Regions from separate parts of the Sus scrofa genome. Here regions 2, 3, 4 and 5 are each linked to region 1. The links are chromatin contacts, called in public HiChIP or PLAC-seq and promoter capture Hi-C maps. All regions are on one chromosome and are shown on one strand. Each heading gives the region's core, a stretch centred on a gene start, on an enhancer-like site or on the middle of the called end of the contact. The rest is flanking DNA. Distances are from core to core; before and after follow the strand shown.

Evidence for each region. Promoter capture Hi-C pulls out the DNA fragments that hold promoters and counts their contacts. HiChIP or PLAC-seq counts read pairs in DNA pulled down with a chosen protein or histone mark.
Region 2: a contact with region 1 is called in a promoter capture Hi-C map of liver, with 5 times the contacts expected there. The contact joins the promoter of C3H16orf71 here to the promoter of TFAP4 in region 1. A contact is called at or near these places in 2 of 5 promoter capture datasets (fetal liver and liver), 1 of 47 Hi-C or Micro-C datasets (liver) and 2 of 2 datasets of contacts at active chromatin or transcription factors (alveolar macrophages and skeletal muscle).
Region 3: an H3K27ac HiChIP or PLAC-seq map of alveolar macrophages shows a contact between it and region 1. The contact joins the promoter of UBALD1 here to the promoter of TFAP4 in region 1. A contact is called at or near these places in 1 of 5 promoter capture datasets (liver), 5 of 47 Hi-C or Micro-C datasets (blood, heart right ventricle, liver and 1 more) and 2 of 2 datasets of contacts at active chromatin or transcription factors (alveolar macrophages and skeletal muscle).
Region 4: an H3K27ac HiChIP or PLAC-seq map of alveolar macrophages shows a contact between it and region 1. The contact joins the promoter of GLYR1 here to the promoter of TFAP4 in region 1. A contact is called at or near these places in 1 of 5 promoter capture datasets (fetal liver) and 1 of 2 datasets of contacts at active chromatin or transcription factors (alveolar macrophages).
Region 5: a contact with region 1 is called in an H3K27ac HiChIP or PLAC-seq map of alveolar macrophages. The contact joins the promoter of TRAP1 here to the promoter of TFAP4 in region 1. A contact is called at or near these places in 1 of 5 promoter capture datasets (liver) and 2 of 2 datasets of contacts at active chromatin or transcription factors (alveolar macrophages and skeletal muscle).

Annotation. Positions count from the first base shown.
Region 1 is chr3:38,042,250-38,045,744 of Sscrofa11.1, reverse strand. TFAP4 (transcription factor AP-4) reads right to left here and starts at 2,010. Exons shown (of 8, transcript XM_021086701.1): 1 at 1,790-2,010; 2 at 561-702.
Region 2 is chr3:37,664,181-37,667,617 of Sscrofa11.1, reverse strand. C3H16orf71 reads left to right here and starts at 2,121. Exons shown (of 10, transcript XM_013995684.2): 1 at 2,121-2,196. ANKS3 (ankyrin repeat and SAM domain-containing protein 3) reads right to left here and starts at 3,436. Exons shown (of 17, transcript XM_021086672.1): 1 at 3,300-3,436. The coding sequence starts at 3,362.
Region 3 is chr3:37,751,991-37,755,157 of Sscrofa11.1, reverse strand. It overlaps UBALD1 (UBA-like domain-containing protein 1), which reads right to left and starts at 1,896. Exons shown (of 3, transcript XM_021086690.1): 1 at 1,015-1,896. The coding sequence starts at 1,134.
Region 4 is chr3:37,553,716-37,556,938 of Sscrofa11.1, reverse strand. It overlaps GLYR1 (putative oxidoreductase GLYR1), which reads right to left and starts at 1,582. Exons shown (of 16, transcript XM_013995678.2): 1 at 1,458-1,582; 2 at 382-418. The coding sequence starts at 1,495. UBN1 (ubinuclein-1) reads left to right here and starts at 1,684. Exons shown (of 17, transcript XM_021086662.1): 1 at 1,684-2,418.
Region 5 is chr3:38,535,310-38,538,838 of Sscrofa11.1, reverse strand. It overlaps TRAP1 (TNF receptor associated protein 1), which reads right to left and starts at 2,129. Exons shown (of 18, transcript NM_001243945.1): 1 at 2,041-2,129. The coding sequence starts at 2,116. LOC102160050 (a long non-coding RNA gene) reads left to right here and starts at 2,253. Exons shown (of 4, transcript XR_302227.2): 1 at 2,253-2,669.

The sequences.
Region 1 (3,495 bases), core at 761-3,260:
GCTCCTCTGACCCTGACCTCCCATCTCCCTTGAACGATGACCTTGGGCCCAAGCAGATAATGCAGAATAATTTCTTCATCTCAAGATCCTTGACTTGGTTATATCCTCAAAGCCCCTTTGGCCCTGGAAGGTAACCGATTCACGGGTTCTGGGGATTAGCACATGCACGTCTTGGGGGCCATTTTTCTGTCTACCATGCTATTCTTTTTTTTTTTTTTTTTTTAATCTTGTCTTTTTAGGGCCGTACCTGCAGCATATGGAGGTCCCCAGGCTAGGGGATGAATCGGAGCTGTAGCCGCCAGCCTACACCACAGCCACAGCAACACCGGATCCTTAACCCACTAAGTGAGGCCAGGGATCGAACTCGAGTCGTCATGGATACTAGTCGGATTCGTTACCGCTGAGCCACTTCAGGAACTCCCTACCATGCCATTCTTAGTTCACTGGCCCACGCAAAACCTGGCAGAGGTTACCATATGCCCCCTCACTTCCACTCCTAGTTACATATCCAGAAGAGTGAAAATAGAGACGGAGACAAATAATTGTATGCTATTACTCACAGCAACGTTATTCTCAATAGCCAGAAGGTGAAAACTGGAGCTTCTGCCGTGACACCACAGGATCGGCAGTGTCTCTGAAGCGCTGGCAACTCCTTAAGTTGTAAGGTGTCCTATAGCATGCGTGAACCTTGAAAACGCGATGCTAGGTGAGAGAAGCCAGATACAAAAAGTCACATGTTGTCTGATTCCACTTACATGAAACGTCTAGAACAGGCAAGTACATCGAGGCAGAAAGTAGAGTAGAGAGTCTACCAGAGGCTGGCGGGAGGGCAAATGTGGCAGGTTATTGCTCAATGGATATGGAGTTCCTGTTTAAGTTGATGGAAATGTTTGGAAATAGTGGTGATGGTTGCACAACATTGGGAATGTAATTAACACGATTGAATTGTACACTGGAAAATGGCACATTTGGGGAGTTCCCGTTGTGGCTCAGTGGTAACCAACCTGACTAGCATCCATGAGGATGAGGGTTCAGTCCCTGGCCTTGCTCACTGGGTTAAGGATTCAGTGTGGCCGGGAGCTGTGATGTAGGTCACAGAAGAAGCTTAGATCCCACATTGCTGTGGCTGTGGTGTAGGCCGGCAGCTGCAGCTCTGATTCAACCCCTACTCTGGGAATGTCCATATGCCAAGGATGCGAGCCTAAAAAAACAAAAAAATAAATAAATTTAAAAATGGCTTTTCTGACCCTAAAGATGTCCAGAAATCACAGGACCACCGACAGAGGGTTACAGAGCTCCTCTCTGCAGCCAAAGTGGGATGTGGCTGCTCTGAAAACGCCATCAGGACAGCCCTTCTCAGACATACACATGGCCTCATTCAAGGCTCGTTGGAAACTCAGGTGAGAGGCAGGAAACCTAAGAACATGGATTTAAACTACAGTCTGGTGGAGGCCGCTGTGGGTTGGGGAGGAGGGATGGGTTTTTCTTGTTTTTAAACTTTTCTCCTACATGTGTGTCTAGCATACTGTTCTCTTTAGATAGACAATGTTTTCTTTGCTTTGGGCGGGGGGGTTGTGTTTTTAGGGCTGCACCTGCATATGGAGGTTCCCACGTTAGGGGTCGAATCAGAGCTGCAGCTGCCAGCCTACACCACAGCCACAGCAATGCGGGATCCGAGCCACATCTGCGACCTAAACACCACAGCTCACAGAAACGCTGGATCCTTAACCCACTGAGCGAGGCCAGGGATTGAACCCGCAGCCTCATAGATACTAGTCGGATTTCTTACCGCTGCGCCATGATGGGAACTCCTGGATAGGCAGTGTTGATGGTCATTTCCCGTTGCTGCAAAACAAATGTCCACAAACTTACTGGCTTGAAACCGCACCATGTATCCATCTCATGCGCAGTTCAGGCCTCAGAAGGCCAGGCGTGGTGTGCCTGGGCTCGGGGCGCACAGTCCCACAGGGTGAGATCAATACAGTCTCATTAGGGGCTTCCAGCCTCTCCCAACCTCCCCGGGTCTCAGCAGGATTCAGTTCCTTGCGGCAGCAGGACTGAGGGCCCGTTGTCTTGCTGGCTGTTGGCTGGGGTCCGTTCTCAGCTCCGAAAGGCCATCCTCAGGTCCTTGTCCTAGGGCACCTCCATCTGAGTGTCCCACACATGGCCTCCCCCTCTCGCTCTGAATCTCTTCCCGCCTTTTCCGCAGCAGCAGCAGAAAGCTCTGCCTTTCCGGGGCCTGTGTGAGTAGATCAGGGCCGCCTGGACAACCTCTCGAAAGGGCAGCTGCACCAAGTAAGAACATCATCACAGGAACGACATATTTATTCAGATGCCACCCACCCTCTTTCGTCTTTTCTTTTTTTTTAGGGCCACACCCGTGGCATATGGAGGTTCCCAGGCTAGGGGGCCAGTTGGAGCTGTAGCTGCCGACCTACACCACAGCCACAGCAATGCCGGATCCTTAACCCACTGAGCGAGGCCAGGGATTGAACCCATGTCCTCGTGGATACTAGTCAGGTATCCAGATTCTGCCCACTATCAATGAGAGGGAGTCCACGAGGGCAAAGGTCACTGGGGGGGGGTCATAGGAGAATTCTGCTCCCACAGATGGGGGAACCTGAAGGAGGTGAGAGAAAGCTAATGAACTTCCCCAAGGACGTACAGAGAATTGGAGATGGGGCCTGAAAAGAAGTCTAGGGCCTCAAACTTAATTTGAGGACTTTTCCTCTACGCAAATATGCCAGGAGCGGGGGATGGACGAACCTGATGGCCTTTTCAGCCCTGGTTGGTCTTTGAGGTCCCAGCCTGCTTGGGGGCAGTGGGGGTGGGGGTAGGGGTGGTGTGTATCCCAGCTGTTGGAGCAGAGAGGAGACTCCAGAGAACCAAAAAGCCTCTGCCCAGGAGAGTATCCTGAATGCTCCTAGAAAGGCAGAATGGGGGTCAGACGCCTCTGATGGGTTTGGAGCAAACCTCATTATCTGGCAATGCCCTGGTCCCTTTTCCTACCCTAGTCTCAAGGAGACCTCTGGCCACCAAGGCTGGGATCCCCAACCACTAGGGGGCGCCCGACACACGCCATGTTTTTGTGCAAGCTGAGCCTGAACAGGATTGGGGAACCCAAGGCAGGTATTGGGGTAGAAGGCTGATGGCACACCTCCCCACAGCCCCACAGCCCTGCAGATCCCAAGGCACCAGGCTTGTCTGGTTGCCCACATACCCTGACCCCCCCAACAGATGCCCACTTCCTTGTAATAACTGAGTCTGGTTCACTTTGCTCACAAGCAAGTCCTTCGAAAGGGGAAGGGAGTCCCCCTGTGACATGTCTCCTTTCCCCCCGACTTTGTTCCCACACCCCCAGGTTTCCAGGCCTGAGGCTGAAGCCCACAGGGAGGGCTCCTGCCCTTCCCTCCCCTCCACCAGCTCACCCTGTCCTGGGCCCCCCAAGGAAACGTCCCTCTGCTTTTCAACACCAGGTCATCGGCTTCGACTGGG
Region 2 (3,437 bases), core at 872-3,371, 380 kb after region 1:
GGAACCTGGGGGTGGTAGACTTCTCCTACATCCTGACTGGTGAACTCATGACTACACGTTTATCAAAACTCACAGACCTCAACACCAAAATGAGTGAATTTACGGTGCATAAATTTTTAAAACAAATTTTGAAAAAAAAAAAAAAAAAGCCCCAGGACAGAAACCAGGATGGGACTGGTGTATAGGAAAGGCCAACTGACTAGGAATCCACCAGCATTCCCTTGAAACTGGGAGAGATGACGGGGACGGGCTAGACTAGTAAATGTGTGGGGTGACACCTTCCCCGAGATGGGACACCAGGATGAAGACTTCGAGGAATCCTAACTCATCAAACCCACGTCATCAGCTTCCTAGTAGAACTCTTATCCCCGGAGAGACATCTGTCTCCTTTTCTCTTCTGGGTGGAGGGAAGAACAAGGACAAAAGTGTGGAAAAGGAAGAGAAGGAAAAAAAAGAAAACCCCTTCCAGTTCAGGGGACCCGAAAGTACAGGTGCACAGGCGCCATGAGCACCTCTGTCACTACTAAAGAATGCTTCCAAGCACGAGGGGACAGCCAAGATGGCCAAATAACAAACAAGCCACCAGCTAGGGGAACAGTCCGGCAGCCCTTGGCCAGAGTATGTGTAATCAAGTTCAGAGCAAAGCCTGCTTCCTGGATCCTCCACACCACACCGGTGGGCGAGAGAGCAACCAGCTCTCTCGCTCTGCAGGTGGGAACCCCCAACCTGAACAGTCCTGGCCACAGAGCCTGGATAAGGATCCAAAGCTGAGCATCAGTTCAGTTCTCCTTTCACTGGATCCCTCAAACCTTCTTTGGGTGTGTCTCTTCTACTCTGCATACGCCTTCCAGGGTGAGACCCAGGTTTTATTGGAGACTCACCTGTCTGACACCTTTCCCATCGCTAAGAGGCAATGAGAACCAGACCCCCACTCAAGGAGCCCGAGGAGGGAGAACTGGGAGGCTAAGAGAGCATAAAGCTACTACTACTTCCTTTCTCACCCTGCCACACGCCAGCTGCTCTACAATGATGGGGTATTGGTTATGAACAAAATTATATTCAAGCATGTACCACGGTATACTTGAAGAAAATCTACACATCGCTTCCAAAACTAATTTGAAGGAAGTAGCACTGTAAATACTACATTTTAATTCTCGTTCTACCTTTGTGTCCTATCCATCCTGCAAAATGCTAAATTATGTTTGTTTGTTTGTTTTTAATTTTACGGCCGCACCTGCGGCATATGGACGTTCCCGGCCCAGTGACTGAATCCCAGACGCAGCTGTGGCAACGCGGGATCCTTCAACGCACTGCGCCACAGCGGGAACTCCAATATCCGTTACTTCTGAAATAAGCAAAAAAAATCAACAACAAAATGACGCTGGTGATAACTGTCACGCTCGCAGGGAGGAGTTCTGGAAAAGCCCGAGGGCACCCGGTCCCGCCCCGGGGCATAGGTCCTCCGCGGGGCCGGGTATCCAATCTCGTTCTCAGACCCTGGGGAAGGAACCTAGGGAATAACCGGAGCATCTACAGCACTGACATCCCTTGGCGCCTCCTCCCAGAAACCCTACTCGGCACTTGGCTTTATCCTCCCCGTTCTCCAGCTGCAAAGCGGAAGCTCAGAGTCTGAAACTCCTGCAGCGAGCCAGCCACACCGCTGGGACGCCCCGCGGGTGGGCAGCAGGTGCGGGCACCAGGCAGGGCAGGGCCGCCGCGGAACCTACCTGCTCTGGGCCTCGGGCCCTGGGCCGTCCTGGGGCTGCCGCCAACCCGCGTCCGCTCGCCGCGGCGCTTCCCCAGCTGCGCCCGCCGGAGGAACCCTCCACGCGGGCCGCCGCCACAGCCTCCAAATCCCGCCGCCCTGCTCCCGCCCCGGAAGTGGTTGCGGGAGGCGCGGAGCACGCCGGGACGCTCGCGGGTCTGCGGGGGAGTTCCAGGGGCTGTGGAGTTCGTCATTCCCGCTCCCGGACCTTCCGGTCAGCTCGCCCAGCTCATTGTGTGACGCCAGGGGCAGCCAATGATCAGGGGGGAGTAGCCTTGCCCCGCCCCCCCACTGGCCAGGAGAACCAATCTTGTTTCAGGATAGGCAGGACGCGCCAAGTCCCGGAGGAGGAGCGGGGGAGGTTGGGAAACGGTTGGCAGTCCAGTAACGTAAGACTGCTGAGCGGAGATACGAAGGCGGCGAAAGCCCCTGTAATTGCCCTGCGATCCGAGGGGGAGAATAAGACAGGAGGGCTGCGATCGAGGCTGTTTATAGCCCTGTTGCGACTGCGCTGGGAGGGGAGGCTGAGGCTTAGGTCGGTGGTGAGTGGCCTCGGGCCTACCGCAGCTGCAGAGATAAATGTTGAGAGTTGGACGGAGCGGGCGAGAAAGAGGGGCTGGGAGTCGGTGGGAGGACGCGAGAAAGGTTTTCAGGTTTCCGAGCTTTAAAATTTAAAAACTCGGAGTTCCCGTCGTGGCGCAGTGGTTAACGAATCCGACTAGGAACCATGAGGTTGCGGGTTCGATCCCTGCCCTTGCTCAGTGGGTTAACGATCTGGCGTTGCCGTGAGCTGTGGTGTAGGTCGCAGACACGGCTCGGATCCTGCGTTGCTGTGGCTCTGGCGTAGGCTGGCAGCTATAGCTCCGATTCGACCCCTAGCCTGGGAACCTCCATATGCCGCGAGAGTGGCCCACGAAATAGCACAAAGACCAAAAAAATTAAAAAAATAAAAAAAAATAAAATTTAAAAACCCGACCTAGGAGGACGTTGGCGTCTAGTTGTCATAACAACTAGCCCCAGGCAGTGGGAAGGGGTGGGGTTTGGGGCGGGGCTAACGGGCCGCCGCCAAGAAACGGACGCAGAGGCAGTCAGGATTCCCCCGGACTGGATCTGCTATTTCGCGTAGTGTTTTGACGTAATCCTTACCAGCTGGGTGAGCGGAGCTCCTCCCCCTGGCGTTCAGGACCCTTCCGATCTGGTCCGTTTGCACGTCATTTTCCAGTAACTGAAACCTTCCTCCCCCAACTTGTTGGCAATTTTCACTCCTCTGAGCTCTTACCTGCTCTTCCCGCAGGCTGCAATGCCTTTTCCTCCCCTAGTGCTTTATCCTCCTGGGGAACAGCAGTAGTAGTCACCTCTGGTAGTCCCTCTCACCCAGGTGATTTTGTTGCCCTCTGATCTGCTCCCCCAGCCAGAGAACACCCCGTGATCTATCTACCAGATGCATCCTCACTCTGCTCTTCCCAGGTCAGAGTGCACCAAGCTCCTGCCCCCGCTCCTGTGAACGCAGAAAGAGCAAGACACCCCCACTCACCTCTCCTGCTTCTTCCCTGTTGGGGGCCATTGCTGGGGCAGGAGTGTTCTTTTCCCACTGCATAGTTACAGAGGCCTCTCAGGCTGCAAGTACTCTCCAGACGCTGGCTCTGAAGAACCATCAAGCCACATCTCAAAG
Region 3 (3,167 bases), core at 647-3,146, 290 kb after region 1:
AAGGGGCTCTGGCCTCATCCCTAGATACCGTCCTGAGTTATTTCTGGGCCGGCTGACTTAGGGAAGGCCAGGTGGCCTCCTGGCAACACAAGCCCTGGGCACTAGTGTTCTGTGGGTCCAAGAGGCCTGGGGAGGTGGGGGCCAAGCTGGGGCAGCCCCACCTCCTGCCCAGCTGGCTGAAAACTACTGAACCGTGTACACGATGCCATGGTAGAGTCACTAGCCAGCACAGAGAAGGGAACCTGGACAAGCCTCTGAAGCAGGGCACACAAATGCCGTCCCGTAGCTGTAGTGTGCGCTCCGACACACCACCTGTACACTCGTGTGCACATGCGTAAGCACCGTTTGCAAAACGGCGACCAGTGTGTACACGGAACACACCCTCCCCCCCCACCCGCACCCGTGCCCCGGGTGGACTGCGTGTTTACACGTGCCCACACGTAGCGTGGCGCGTGCGTAAATACAAATGCACATGTACGTGGACACGCGGCACCGGGCTGCCCATCCAACACACAGACCGTCAGACCCACACACGGCGGGCAGCTGCGCCCGCGGGCTCGGGGCTCCCATATCCAAGGTGGGGGCGGCGAGGGCCCGGCTCAGGCCAGTGCTGGGGCGTCCTTCTTCCTGCCGCCCGCCCAACTGTCCGTCGGGGCCTCGGCGCCGCCTCGCCTTGGCCATTACCAGAACAAAACGCGGGGCGGGGGGATCCCCGTAACCCGGCCGCCGGGGAATGGGGGGGCGGGGATTAGGAGCCAGGCTGCCCCTCCCGCCCACCCGGAGCGGGCTGCGTTTCCGGGGGCCGCGTAGACACGGCCGCGCAGCCGGGCCTGACCCACACGCCGCGTGTGCGCGCTGGGGCCCGGACGCCGGGGCGCGCGACCGCCGGAACACCGGGCCGAGTGCGCGGGCCCGGCCCCGGCACAGCCGCACGTGTCCACACCGGCCCGCACACACCCCGCAGCACGCGCCGCCACGGGGGACGGACACCCGCGCCCCGGCCCGGCCGCGCACCTCAAACTGCCAGTGGGCCGCCTGCAGCAGCTGCTTCGCCTGGTCGGCTGCGCAGCCCGCCGTCAGCACGAACTGGTTGATCATGACCTGGTGCTTGAGCTCGTCCATGTTCACGGACATGGCGCCGCCGCCGCCGCCGCCTGCCCGCTCCGGCCTCCAGCCGCCGCGCGCTCCTCCGCCTCACGCGTCCACCATTAGCGAGCCGGCTCCGGCTAATACAAATATTTACTGTGCGGCTCTGACTCACCGAGCCTCGCCTCACTCCGGGCCGCGGGGGGCATGCTGGGAGATGTAGTCCCGCGCCGCTTCCGCCTCGCCCGGACGGGAGCTGCAGGCCGGGCCGGCCCGAGGGTGTGTCTGAACATTGGGCGCCTTTTGCGTACAGGACCAGGACGAGCACGCAGCTCTGGGGGCCCCGCGCCCCATCCCCGACACTGAGGAGGGGTCCGGAGGCGAGGACTCCAGACTGCATGGGCGCAAACGCGGGTCGCAGGATATTGGCTAGGACCCGAGGATCCCGACCCCCAGGGTGGTTGGCAGCCCTCTGTGTCGAGCGGGCGCACTATTGGGCAGTGGGGTGGGGGGAGAAGTTGGGATTTTGGTACAAATCGGCAGCACTAGGGCCGTAAGACCCAGAAGGCCTGGCACACAGTGGGCGCTTATATAAATACCCGTTCAGTGACTGAATGAATCTGCCCTTCAGAGTTCTGCCTAAAGTCACAGCCTCCAGAAAGCCTTCCGAGTCTCCCCAGCACAGAGTCCAAGCTCGCCTCGCCCACTCGCGACGCGGGTCCCTCCCCGGCCTGGCGCTCAACCAGGCTCACAGTAGGCTCGATGTACGGCTGAGGAAGGGAGGGCGGCCTAGGGGTACTCTCCGCTCAAGGTTCCCACTTTCCCACGCAAAATCTCGTGCGCTTTGCCGGAAATCTCGGCTTTCAGACTGCGGGCGCCAGGACCGCGCGGAGCCAGTTCCGGGATGGCCCTGAACTCCAATTCCCAGAATGCCTCGGTTTATTTGCATCTTCAGTCCTGAGTGACGTCAAGTGAGTGAGGCCGCACCTTAGCCAATGGGCGGTCGCGCGGTGTTAGGACCTGGCCATATAAGGTAAACAAAGCTGGCCGCCCAATGAGGCAGCGGCGGGGGCGGGCGGGGGCACGTCACGTGGATGGCGGGGGCGGGGTTGAAGAGCGCTCGGGGGTGGGGTGTTGCGGGCTGTGTTTACAGCTCCGCACGCTCGTCTTCCGGTTGACGTCTCAGATCTGGTGTGCGGGGTGCCTGGCGGATTCGGAACTGGCGGGAGGGGTGGAAGGCTCAGTCACCTCCGCCCAGAATGACCTTATCCAGATTCCTCTCGCTCCCTGGCCCCAGTTTCATTAGACGAGAAGCTATTTATTGGGTCCTTACTCTGTGCCTGGTCCCAGGTACAGAGAACAAACTCTAAAAAAGGGTGGGCTGGGGGCAGGGGTGGGGGCATGCGTCAAAATTCCCAGGGACAGGTGTTCTCTTGTGGTGCAGCGGGTTAAGGAGCTGGCGTTATCACCACTGTGGCTCGTATTACTGCTGTGGCAGGGGATCCCCCTAGTCCAGGAACTTCCACTCGCTGTGGGCTTGGCCAAAAAAAAAAAAAAAAAAAAAAATTCCAAGGGCAGATGTAGAAAGCTTGGGCGGTGCCCTCAGGAAGGAAACCGGCACAGGCCCTGGAGGTGGTGGGTTAAAGGCCAGCCATAGAGGGCCTTCAATAGATCTGATCCAGTGTCCGCATTAGGGTCACTGTGTCTGAACATTGTGGAGACCAGATGTGGGGGGGAGGTCCATTCCAGTTCAGGTGATGTCCTGGGTGTGTCTGGTTCCAGGGCAGTCCGTCTCTGCTCAGGGCCTTGTTGCAGAATTGGATTGAACAAAAGCACTGTCCCACCCGGGGGCAGGTGCATGGAAGGAGGACTTGCAGTGCTCTCTGAAGAGCGCTTCGTGGGTCCCTGAACTCTTCCAGGGAGGGTTATCTTTGGCTGGTGGGAGGGCCATTGTGGGGGACTAGTGGACTAGACCTGAAATATCCCAAGTTATGGGGGCTTGGGCACTGGTATGGGGGGGTGTGAGGGGGGGCTGGAGCCCACCTCTTTGTTCAGTGGATTAAGGATCTGGTGTTGCTGTG
Region 4 (3,223 bases), core at 333-2,832, 490 kb after region 1:
AAAGAAGATTTAAACTCAGTGGGACAAAAATACTTTGACTTTTCACTAGCCTACATTTAGATTTTTCTTACTGGAAAATTTGTTTTCTTCTCCATTTATTAGATTTATGTGCAAAGCTAAATTCAAGTTAGAAAGGATTTTCAGGATGAAAAGACTTTTCCACAAACCACCTCTGATTCAAGAAACAATAACATACTGTAGATTTAATGACGTGGTTTAAATTACACTGCCTTTTCTAAAAAAACTGACAGTGGAGGAAAAAAAAATTCTCCAATGTTATTTAAATAGGCCCAGTTAAACTCAATGTTAGGAATTCAAGGGACTGCATCTTATACTCTCCACCTCCTCAAACTCAACTTCAGATGTCCGCCAGTCACTCACCTTTCCCGGCCAAGGAGGATACCGGCCGAGTTTCCCCCTAGAGAAAACACAAAGAGTCAGCATTTGCCCTGGAAAGGCCAGTCCGTCTCCTTCAACCCACTCAACATGCAATTTATTTTCCTAAATCTCCCCTTCGACGCTCAAGTGCCAGAATAGAAAAAGCTGGGAACCAGAAGTTCTTATTGTGGCATCCACAGCTGGGCCCAAGAGGCCCAAACCCCTCAGAAATGCAATGCAAAACTGTAAACTTGTGTGCATTCTTCCGGTGACAAGGGATACAGAAAAACAAAACTACCAAGAGTCGTTTGTCCAGAACCTCCCCGGGACGTGACGAGGGTGGCGGGACGGTCTGCTGTGTAAACACAGACTTCCCCTTACAAAGTCTGGTTTCATCCCCCAACCCGGCTTTGACAAATGCTAATGGAAATCCTTCCTCTAGACTGAGAAATGAGCTACGCAGCTCAGCTGGAGGGAGGCGGCGACAGTAAGTCTTGGTTCGGGCGGTTGTCTGGGACACAGAAGCAGACCAGGGGAAGCACCCAAGGAGAAACTGGTCCCTGCCAAACCTCCAGTTGTAAAGGAGAAGTCCCCACTCCGTTTCTTCACAGGACAGTGCCAGCAGCCCGGTTTCGACACTCCCGGCTGAGCCGCCCGCACCGGTCGGTGCCATCGCAAGGCGGGTTTCGACGGGCAGGCTGGGACGCGATGGCTCCGCAGGCTCCCCGGCTCTCCCGCTTTCCCGGGAGCCCCAACCAGACCCCGAGGCGAGGACCGGGCGTCCGCGGGAGCCGCGCGGCGCTGGGCACTCCCCAAACGGTGGCCGCTGGAGTCCGGGTCCTGTGCGCAGCCCTCTCCACAGCTCAAAGCCGGGTCCGCCGCGGCCACCCTCGGCCTCAGTCCCCCCGGGCCAGGCTGCCCCTTCCGCCCGGCGTCGCTCCCAGCGCCCGCACCCCGCCTCGCCCACTCTCCGCCACCTGAAGCGAAGAGAAAGGCAGCCCCGGGGCGGGCTGCGAACCCCACGCACAGGGAGGCAACTCCCCAGCGCACATCACTCGGCCCGGGCCGCCTGGACTCACCACACCAAATCGCCGAGCCGCAGACTCACAGTCGCCATCTTACCACCCAACCACCGCCGGCGCACGGGCAGCCGGGAACATCAGGTCGTCCCGGTGCCGCCCATTGGAGTGAGCCCGGTCACGTGACGGGGGCTGACCGTAACCGGACACGCCGCTGCTCTGACGTCACCGCGCCCGCCCAGGCTCATAGGCCGGCCTAGCGGCACGTGACCCGGGCGCCGCGGTCTCCGCGCGCCGGAGCCCGGAGACTCCCGGCTTCTTCCCCCTCCCTCCGGCTCGTGACAACGTAGCGCAGCGGTCTGAGGCGGCGGCGACGGTGCGGCCGGCGGAGCGAGCGAGTCCCCGAGCTAGGGAGCAGGTCCTGCGGCCCGCTCCGCCCCAGGGCCCTGGCCTTCAGCCCCTCCCCCTCGGCGCTTCCGTTACGGCCGTTAGTCCTGCGCGGGCCCGGGGCCGCCCGCGTCTCCGAGCCGGCAGCTGCCCTGACGGACTTCGGCGCGGCCTGGAAGCCAGCCTCCGCCCGCGCCCGGGGCCTCGCGCCCGACGGGCTCTTCGCGGCCGCGCCCGGAGGGCGGACAGGTCCTTCGGAGGGTGGACAGGTCCTTTGGAGCGCTCTTTCTAACGGCCGGCGTCCAGGGAGAGGCTCCGATCCTGCGTCCGCGTCGCACGTTCTCCTGGGGCGCAGTGCTGCCCGTCCCGAAGTCCCAAGTTGCCCGGCCGACGTGGAGCCGGCGTCTCTCTGCTTCCTCCTGGGCCGGCGCGTCGGCACGGCCGGCGAGGCCCCCCGGGCGCGCGGGGACCGGGCCATGGGCCGTGGCGCGGGCCGGCCGACCGCCGGGAGGCATGGCTCGGTGGCCGGCCGCTAGCAGCGCGGCAGCCCGGGCTCCCGGGCCGGCATGAGGACGGCCACGGGGGAACGAGTGCGGCCCGCGGGGCCGTAGCCTGCGTCGCGCCGGGGACAAAGGTACGTGTCTTTGTGGGAACTGGGCTCTCACGTAAGCTTTGTTGTGGTTTGACACTTTTAGGGAAGTTGGAAACAGGCTGTTTTGACAACAGGAAGGCAGACGCTAAGCGTAGTTTCAGTATGTTCAAACTAAACCATTGAATGGGGAATCTTGAATAACAAGCAGTTTAGCACAGCGTCTGCCTAAATATCACCATCGCAGATAGAATGTAAAACATTTTAAAAAGGTTCCAATCTCAGTTTGAGAACCCAGGGAGTCTAAGTCAAGTGTTAACTTACCCGGGACTTTTCTTGAGTCACCGCCTGCATGAAAGAGTGGCAGGTCCACGGGCATCTCTCATAGGTGTCGTGTTATACAGAGACTGGGTGTAAACGGGAAGTTTTTAGCGAACTGACTTGTCCGAAGCCTGGTTTCTCTTTGGAATTCAGTTTCGCTGAAGTACCATCAGCTAGTTTCAGGAAGTGTCATTTACTGGTAACTATTTTGTGTTGTTTTAAATACAAATCTATGATTTAAAGCGTATTTAAGTTTCCAAGAGGGAACACTAAAATTCAACACACCTTCCTAACTTAATTTTTGAGGAATCGAAGGGTACGTTAATGACTTCATAAAATACACAGATCTTAAATCAACATCACATTGGACCTAGAGACATTCCCATTACAGTCAGGAACATGGCAAAGAATATATTGTCTAACATTCTGGCAGTTCTAGCCAATGCAACAAGACATGAAACAAAAATAAAACGTATTTTTTCGGAAAGTAGGAGACAAAATTTTTCTTCTGTGAATGTTACTCGACAGC
Region 5 (3,529 bases), core at 880-3,379, 490 kb before region 1:
CCTCTAACCTGGGAACTTCCATATGCCACACCTGTGACCCTTAAAAAAAAAAAAAGAATCTTGGAGTACTCATTGGGGCGAAAAGAGATTGACGGCATGTCTACAGCACTAGACACTGGTTTGATCCCTGGCCCTGCACCGTGAGTTAAAGCATCTGGCGTCGTAGAGGCATAGGTACCAACCGGGGCTGGGATCTGATTCCTGGCCCAGGAACTCAATATGCCCCAGGGCTGCCAAAAAAAAAGAGAGAGAGAAAAGAATCTGAACCTCTGGGGGGGGGAAAACAAGTCAGCTACAAAAACACAAGAATCAAGTTGATATGACTGCTCACCTGTACAGAGGATGGTAGAAGACAACAGCACTATTTGTAGTAAAGGAAAATGACTTTGACCTGGAATACCAGAACCCGCCCAACTACTTTACAAGTATGAGGGCAAAACAAAAAAATTTTTAGACATATGGGGCTTAGAAAATTTTCAACACACTGACTTCTGCAGAACTAACACAAGAGTGTACTCTGGTAAAAACAGAAAACAAATCCAAAAAGGAAGGAAGATGTTAGATACAAGTAACAATAATCTACAAACATTTGTTAATGCATGTCCTTTTATTTTACTGAAAAAAAAAAAAATTTCTTTTTTTGGCTCCCCCCCCACCCCCCGTGGCACATGGAAGTTCCCAGGCCAGGGATGGAATCCCAGCCGGAGCTATGATCTATGCCACAGCTGCAGCAAAACCGGACCCTCAACCCACTGAGCCGCAGCTGGAACTCTGCATGTTATTTTTAAAGAATCATTGTTTAAAAAGACCACGCCAAAATTTAAAACTCAGATAACAGAGAAAAATGTGAAAGATATGAAGAGGAAATTCAAAGAATATCAGCCATTAAACAAATGAAAACATTACTAGTATCCATGCAAATGTAAGTTAAACAAGGTAGTTTATAAACCATCAGTTTGGAAAAGATTTAACATCCAGTGTTGGAAAAGATGCCTTGACATAGGTAGTCTCATTCCCTGCCAATGAGACTATAAATTGATAAAGCCTGACTTCTTGAACAGCAGTTTAGCAAAATCAACCACCATTTCAAGCACACACTAGCTCCACACCATCAATTCTAAAATTCTAATTCTGTAATATCACTGTAAAGGCATAGACCGGTGCATGCTGACACGAAAAGATGTCTAAGCCAATCTGGAGCTTTAAAAAACAAAACAAAACAAAACAAACCCGCAGCACAGGGTATATATGGTTTAGGCCTTTTTACGCAAAAACTGTTCGACGTATCTATTTCCGTACATCAGCAACTGCGTGTGGAAAGCCTGGAAGGAACGCCAAGACGTTCTCACCGGTGGTTACTTCCGAGCGGGGAGTGAGGACAGACAGCGGTCGTTCTTTCTTTTCAACATTTACTTGAGCACCTACCAATTCCAGGCCCTGGGGATACGGCGGTCAACAACCCCAAGTCCACGGGCTGCACGAAGGCCAAGGTGCCGGTTCTGTGGGTTTCGCGGCCGCGTGCCGCGCTGGGCCCACTGGGCATTCCGATTTGTGTCGAATGAAGGACTGACCAAGGGGGCTTATGCGTTACTCGTGCATAAATCAACTTGGGCGGAGGGGAGGAATAAGAGCGCAACTAAGGTACTTAAGTAATCACCCTGGGGAAGCCCGTTCCCAGCGCACACAATCCCCTGAAAGCGCCTTCGGCTCCGCGAGCGAGGAGACCGCGGTCCCTCCGCCTCAATCCGGCCCGAGGAGCCCGTTGGGAAGAACCCGCTGCTGCAGTCACGCGGGCCCGGGTTCAACCCCGTGACCTCCGGGGAACCCCTGCAGCCCGGCGCTGGACCCAGCCAGGTGACCCCAGGGCGCTCAGCGTTAGCCGCTCACCACGCTAGAGCGCGTACACCGCAGAATATCCGCCGCTGCGCGAGGAGGTTCCGTCACCGCGCCTCCCACGGAGAAAAGGGGTTCGGGCCCCCGGGAGCTCTGCGCGTCCCCGTCCCCGCTCGCTCTCCACCAGCCCTGCACAGCCGCTCTCACCTCCCCGGGCGGCAGCCAGCGCCGGCGCCCGCAGGCGGTGGCCCCACAGCAACAGCGTCCGCAGCTCGCGCGCCATGTCGGCCTTCCAGAGAGGGGGGCGGGGTCAGGGCAGGGCCTGCTCCGGCGCGGCGCGCCGACGTCACGGCGCGCGCCCGGCTGCCCGGTCTGCGGCCTGCGCCGGCGGGTGGGCGGGGCTCGCCTGGAGCGGGAGCGGTCGGCCTGCGCCGCCGGGACAGTCGGGCCTGGGGGCGGGACCTCCGTGACCTTGTGTCGCGTTATCAAGGGCGACGACTGTGCGCCCGGGGCCGCCGGGCGGCCCTCGTCTGCCCATAAGTCTCGGTTTGTCCATCCCAGAAATGGGGCAGACGTTCGCCTCCACGGTAGAGAGTTTGAAAAGACGGCGATGGGGCAGAAGCAGCTCACATCCCTGGGGTCTTTATAAGTCACGGGCCACCGGTCCGGACTGCTGAAAGTCAGTCTCTTCCAACCAAACCAGGGCAGGCCAAATAGCTACAAAGAGTAAAAGGGAGAGTTTCAGGCTTGACTTGTCTCTCCCAAAACTCTGGCGCCAACGCCCACCAGCAAAACTGGGCTTATTCATTCATTACAATTCTCTCGCCTTCCTGGAGGTAAGACTCTGGTTGGGGACTCCAACCATCAGCTTCCTTTCTCATAGAGTTGCAGACCACGTAAAATGCATATTCTCCAGCACCAAAGTAGGGCTCAGGCGGCTCCCCAGAAGATTATGAGACTGAAGACTCGCTGCCACGATCAAATAATTGCAGAAAAACGGGTTGAGATTTTTGACAAGGTCTGCAAAGAACAGAAGCCGGGAGAGTGTTCCCCGGTGGGGTCTGGACGTATCTGGGGCCGCAGGGAGGGGATGTCGGGGAACACTTTCAGGTGGAAGTTGTCAAGGCTGATCCGCAAGTTACAGGCTCAAGCAACTGAGAAGGGGAACATACACGAAGTGGGAAGATGGGAATGGAAGGGCAGGAGTTCTCTCACCTGGAAGACCCCAGCAGCCTCCTGTCTGGCCCCCATGCTCCACACAGCAGCTGATCATACATAGACTCCTCAATCAGGGTCCTCCAATGGTTTCCCTGCATAGTCACTTCCAAACCCCTTCTGCTTTGCATAACCTCCAAGCCCTGCATAACCTGACCCCCAGTTTTCTTCCTCCCTCACTCCAGACTCGCTGAGCTAGTGCCAGGCAGAGTGTTCCTAGGATGTCACTGAGTTGAGGGGTCTCAGCCTCACATTTCGTTGGTTGACCGCTTCACTCAGGAAATCATCTCATTTGTAGGACATGATATATTGGTTTACAGGGCAATAGATCTAGCTTGGGGAGCCCTTTGATTTCAGGACAGGGAGGTGGTATTTGGTAAAGGGAGGAGAGAGACAGACGGTGGCTTCAGTTAAGCAGGGACGGGCTCCACCAAGGCAAGTGAAACCCAGGCTCTGCGGGGGGCAAATCTATTAGGTTCCA